2 separate regions of the Sus scrofa genome follow, and region 1 is linked to region 2. The links are chromatin contacts, called in public HiChIP or PLAC-seq maps. All regions are on one chromosome and are shown on one strand. The core of a region is the stretch at or near the end of the contact, and the rest is flanking DNA. Distances in the headings are between cores, read along the strand shown. Region 1 has its middle 26 kb from the start of BHLHE40. Region 2 overlaps ITPR1 (inositol 1,4,5-trisphosphate receptor type 1).

Region 1 (2,700 bases), core at 174-2,673, 180 kb after region 2:
CAGAGGGGGGTTCCGGCCAGCCTCCTTTCTCCTCCCAACCCCAGGTCCAGTCAGGAGTCGAGCCTGAGGGTGGGCCAAAAAGGCAGAGCCTGGGCTGGCCATGGAGGCTTGAATTCAGGGATTGAAATCCAGCCTCTGCCACTGACCGCCCCTGAGAATGCCATTCCTTCCCTGGGCTCTGGAAGGCTGCTGGAACCCAGGCCTTCCTGCTTGCCCTTCTCTCCTCCTTCCATGCTCCCCACCCCCCACTCACCCTCCTGGGGCCTCCAGTTAACCTACCAGGTTTTATCACCCAGGGCCTTTGCTCTCACTGTTGGCCCTGCTGAGAACAACCTCCTTCTCACCCATCCAGCCCTAGCTCACATCTCACCTGTGAAGAAAAGCCTTACCTTATCATCCTTCTCCCTTACTCTTCATCTCCTCACCCCGCACACGTACTTTGCACCCTCAACCTGCAGTTACCTTCCTTAGAAAGTTGCTTATCTGCTCACAGCTGGAGTCCTCCATTAGAACACACACACACACCACACAGCTGAGGTGGGGACTGCACTCTGGACCTCCTCTCACATCCAAGACAGTGGCCACAACACAGTAGGGACTTCATAAATATAAGTTGGGTGTGAGAACAAATGAGTAGCTGTATGACCCTGGAGAAATTATTTATGCTCTCCTGCCTCAGTTCCCCTGCCTGTAAAATGGGATTAATACCTGCTTCTTAAGGTGGATGTGTGGATTACAATAAAGCTGCCATTTATTTTATTTTATTTTATTTGCTTTTTAGGGCTGCGCCCACAGCATATGGAGATCCCCAGGCTAGGGGTCAAATTGGAGCTGTAGCTGCCAGCCTACACCACAGCTACAGCAATACAGGATCTGAGCCACATCTTCAACCTACAGCACCACAGCTCACGGCAACGCCAGATCCTTCACCCACCAAGTGAGGCCAGGGATCAAAGCCGTAACCTCATGGTTCCTAGTTGGATTCGTTCCCACTGTGCCAGGAGGGAACTCCCAAAGCTGCCGTTTATTGAGGGCACACTGTGTGCTGGGCACTGTACTGCATACACAGAACATGGCACCTAGGAAGTGCTTAATTAATGACTGTTACTTACATGGTTACCATGGCTATTACTACTGAACCACAGAAGTTGGGATCCCTGAATTGAGGGGCTGGACCCTGGATCCTGAGATGTCCCCCAAGAGGCTCCAGGGACACCCAAGGCAGGGAGACAGTCCTGGAGGCCAGAAGCAAAGGCCACTCTGGGAAAGAAAACTAGTCTGAAAGTCTCTGAGGGGCTCCTTCCTTTGGGATTTCTCTGTTCTCTCCCAACCCTTCCATTCTACTCTACCCCCACACAGCCCCGCCTTTCCCAGCCACACACTAAGAATAAACCTCATCCCCCCCAGCAGCCTTGCTGTCACAGTTTCCTGCCACCACGGTCATGGGCTCCCCGGGCGGGCTCCGAGGGATTTTCCAGCTCAGAGCAACGCTGAGTGGGACCTGAGGCAATGTGACCTAAGAGGGGCTGTGATGCAGACCCAGAAGCAGGAAAACCCCAGGCAGGCATTACTGGGAACCAGAATGGGGCCCTCAGTGGCCACCTGGGGTAGGGGCCCCAGGAAAAGGAACCAGGCCTCCTCTGTGACCTCGCCCCGGCGCCCTCCAAGTGGCCGGCCACGGCTTGCTGACAGCAAAGGCTGTCCTGGCTAGGGGCCCAGAACAAGAAATTCAACTCTGGGTCCCAAAAGTCTATGGCCAGGCTGGATCCAAACGGATTCTGGTTTAGAGACGTGCCTGGTCCTTGAGGAAGTCCTGTTGTCTCTGCCTGCTCTTCCCTCCACACAGATAGCAAGCTCGCTCTGTTGTCCTGAGCTAACCCTGAGCAGTCTCACTGATACCCATCACAACCAGATGCCATCCCTGGAAAGCTGGGCCCCGCCTGGGTCTTTCTCTTCTCATCTCCACACCGGATATCTATCTATTTCTTCCAAACATGTCAAGGAACCTAGCTCCTAGTTCAGCTCTGGTTCTGACTTAACTCAGTGACATTGAGCAACTTCTAGCCTCACTCTGGGCCTCTCTGGCCCCTCTGCAAAATGAGGCCCCATATGGTCCCTTTGAACTCTGACATTCTAGGATTCAGCTACAGAAAGATTCAACTATAAGAACCCTTATGAGAAAGTATGCCACCACCCCACCTCCAGTCCCACCCCCATCCCCAGGACTTAGATTCACACTTTTTTTTTTTTTTTTTTTTTTTTTTGCTTTTTAGGGCTGCACCCAGAGATATGGAGTTTCCCAGACTAGGGATTGAATTGAAGCTGCAGCTTCTGGCCTATAGCACAGCCACAGAAACATCAGATCTGAGCCTTGTATGAACCTAACCATAGCTCACAGCAACTTTGGATCCTTAACCTACTGAGCAAGTCCAGGGATCAAAACCGCATCCTCGTGGATACTACTTGGGTTCGTTGCCACTGAGCCATAAAGGAACTCCCTGTCAAAGATTTAGAAAGGTTCCCATCCACCTTCCTAGCTATGTTACCCTGGCCGACCCTCTGTTGAATGGACAGAGGATAAGATGTTTGCAGGACAAACAAGGCAAGTGCCTAACACAGTACTTCCTCTACCTAACATCCAGCCGGTGTGCATGAATAGGAAGCCACTATGAATTTAGAAGAAGGGAACAAGAAGACAGA
Region 2 (2,700 bases), core at 1-2,500:
GCATTCTGTGTCATGGAGGCCCTGAGGTCTCATTCTGTAATTCTCCTAGTTTAATGTATGTGAGTCATCTGGAGAGCTGGTTAGAGTTCAGACCCTGATTCAGCAGCCCTGGCAGAACTCGAGATTCTGCATTTCCAGCCAGCTTCCAGGGGATGCCAAAGCCACTGGTTTGTGAATCATACGCTGAAGAGTAAAATCTGACAGAAGAGACAAAACAGATACTGCTTTAAGAACTATCATCTGGGAGTTCCCATCGTGGCTCAGCAGAAATGAACCCAACTAGTATTCATAAGGATGCGGGTTCAATCCCTGGCCTCCCTCAGTGGGTTAAAGATCCTGCATTGCTGTGAGCTGTGGTGTAGGTCTCTGGCTCGACTTGGATCATGACTTGGATCCCAAGCTGCTGTGCTGTGGTGTAGGCTGGCAGCTGTAGCTCCGACTGGACCCCTAGTGTGGGAAATTCCATATGCTATAGGTGCAGCCCTAAAAAGCAAAAAAAAAAAAAAAAAAGAGAGAGAGAGAGAGAGAGAGACAGAGAGTGAGCAAGCGAGAGAGAACAATAAAGTGAGCAGAAGAAAAGGGGGAGAGGAACATGAGTCCCAGAGCTATGGTGATGGGTATTCTCTTGTAGAGGCTTAGGGCTAAGTCACTTCCCCAGGAAGGGCTCAGAAGCTGCCCTGGGGTTCAAAGCCAGTTCAGTGACCCAGAGTTGCACTCCATAACCACAGTGGTGGGAGGACAGAGGGGGGTTGCTGGCGGCTCTGGGCCACATAGGGAGCAGGGTCTTTTCTTAAGGAGACTAGGAATTCTAGTGGTGGCCAGTGCACATAGTCACAGCTTAGGTTTCTGGGGTTGAGACAATTAATAGAAAAGTCTTCAGATGCTCTTTTCTTCCAGTTGTTGGTAATGCCAAATAAGACCCTATATGATCAGCATTTTTGCTGACACATGTGAATCTGCATACACATAGAACGACTTTCATTTGCACTAAATTCTTTAATATTTAGAAGAGATGGCCTGTAATTTTCACCCTTGTCACACATCCCTTTTCTCCCCTCACTTTGTGTTCTTCTCTCTCAAGTGTCTGAATGTGCCTTATCTTTAAATCTTTTGGGGGCCATTTTTGAAATGGCCTTACTTTACGGTTACAGAAAACTCTAGCGCACTTCTGGGATTCTGTCCCAGTCACAAAGACTTAACAGGAGCCTTGTGAGCCGTCACCTGATGGGGATTAAGAGCCAGAAGTTACCCTAGCCAGCCACCCAGCCTGCTCAAAGGCCCCCCTGCACAGCCATGCTTTGAGGAACTCAGCATTCACTGTGCTTTCCCATCCACGTCATTCTGTGTATGAGAACTTCTTGTCAAACAGCCTAAAAATCTGTAGCATCAAAGAATTCTTTACTTACAACCTCCAAGTTGCTGAGAAACCAGATGTCTGGTGAGAGCCCAGGAAGTGTTAGATCCACTGGCTGAAAGGCAGGGCGCTTTTGCCAACACTGTTCCTGGCGGTGTCCAGTCCTGCAGCCACCTGACTCCCTGCTGGGGACTTCCTGGAAGGCACTGCCAGAGCAGGTTAGGACCTGGGGGTGCCTGGCAGAGTCACTGTGTGTGGGGGGGTGGTAATGGCTATGGGAACTGGAGCTGCAGTGAAGGTGGCTCTCTCCTCCTGTCATGGACCCGCTTAGTCAGACGCCCAGAGGCAGCCACAGCCACAGCCACAGCAGGAGGTGCTGTTAATGTCCCTTCTCAGTTGGCGGCTGCCTGGGAGGAGGGACCAGCAGAGCTCTTTAAGAAGCCAACTCTAAGTGGCTGCAAATGCTCCTGCTCTGAAGCGAGAGGGAGGCTGATGGGCAGTGTCAGAGGTGGAAGGCAGAGTTGGCCAGGAGGCCTTGAGGCCCTGTGGTTTACCTCCTGTCCCCAAAGAAATCGCCCCATTAGGCTCATCTGGTTCCTCAGAAAACTACCTCTTGCTAAGAGGCACGAGGCTGGAAGTGATCAGTTCTTCAGCTCTCCTTTAACCCACTGATTAAGACCCCAGAGACTCCCAAAGAACTGTGATGTAACAGCAGCCAAAAGGCAACCCCCAGAACCAGATGGGAGGGGCCCCAGGGAACATCCCAGATGCCCCAGAAACAACTGCTTACAGGCATGGTGTCAGGTGTGACAAATAGGTTTCCATCTCAAAAACCAGCACTTTCCTAGTAGAATCAGCCATAGGCTCTGTGAGAAGGGCAGGGGCCCACACTGACCTTGAGAGAGTGACTCCTGAGACTGCAGCCCCTTTGGGGTGCTGCAACCGCTTCTCTTTAGAGACGGAAACATCTGGGGGAAAGAAGGGACATTTGAAGCTCCATGTCATAGTAGCAAACTTAGCCAAATGTTCACCCTCAAGTTAACATTCATCAAAATGTAGTAGAAAGTGGTTTCTCTTTCCTTCTGATCTCGACCCTCTCCTTTCATTGCTGATGGAAACATTCTTGGCAAAGCCGGAGCCAGGCTGATGCCCACCATGAAGCCATCACTACCTAAGAATAGGATCTGGAGGCAGAAAATCTGAAGTGTGCATTTTGGCTCTGGTCCTGCCAGGTAACCCTGTGCAGGTCACAGGACCTCCCTGACCTGAGCTCCTATCTGTAAATTGGGGGTACATACCCCATCACATGTCCATGGGTGTGGAAGGGAGATGAATGTGTGGGCACT

The links. HiChIP or PLAC-seq counts read pairs in DNA pulled down with a chosen protein or histone mark.
Region 1: an H3K27ac HiChIP or PLAC-seq map of skeletal muscle shows a contact between it and region 2. The contact joins two enhancer-like sites. A contact is called at or near these places in 2 of 47 Hi-C or Micro-C datasets (embryonic fibroblasts and heart right ventricle) and 2 of 2 datasets of contacts at active chromatin or transcription factors (alveolar macrophages and skeletal muscle).

What each region holds. Positions count from the first base shown.
Region 1 is chr13:61,552,913-61,555,612 of Sscrofa11.1, forward strand. No RefSeq gene overlaps it. Among named protein-coding and RNA genes, the nearest start is that of BHLHE40, 26 kb to the left of the region's middle. Within about 2 kb of position 1,424, at least 15 of the 83 cell types and tissues checked have an H3K27ac peak or open chromatin away from gene starts, as enhancers often do. A contact at or near this core is called in alveolar macrophages and skeletal muscle, where this site is marked.
Region 2 is chr13:61,373,246-61,375,945 of Sscrofa11.1, forward strand. All of the region lies in intron 57 of ITPR1 (inositol 1,4,5-trisphosphate receptor type 1), which reads left to right. LOC106505661 (a long non-coding RNA gene) reads right to left here. Exons shown (of 12, transcript XR_002337646.1): 9 at 2,250-2,322; 10 at 1,407-1,560. Among named protein-coding and RNA genes, the nearest start is that of BHLHE40, 150 kb to the right of the region's middle. Within about 2 kb of position 1,251, at least 10 of the 83 cell types and tissues checked have an H3K27ac peak or open chromatin away from gene starts, as enhancers often do. A contact at or near this core is called in alveolar macrophages and skeletal muscle, where this site is marked.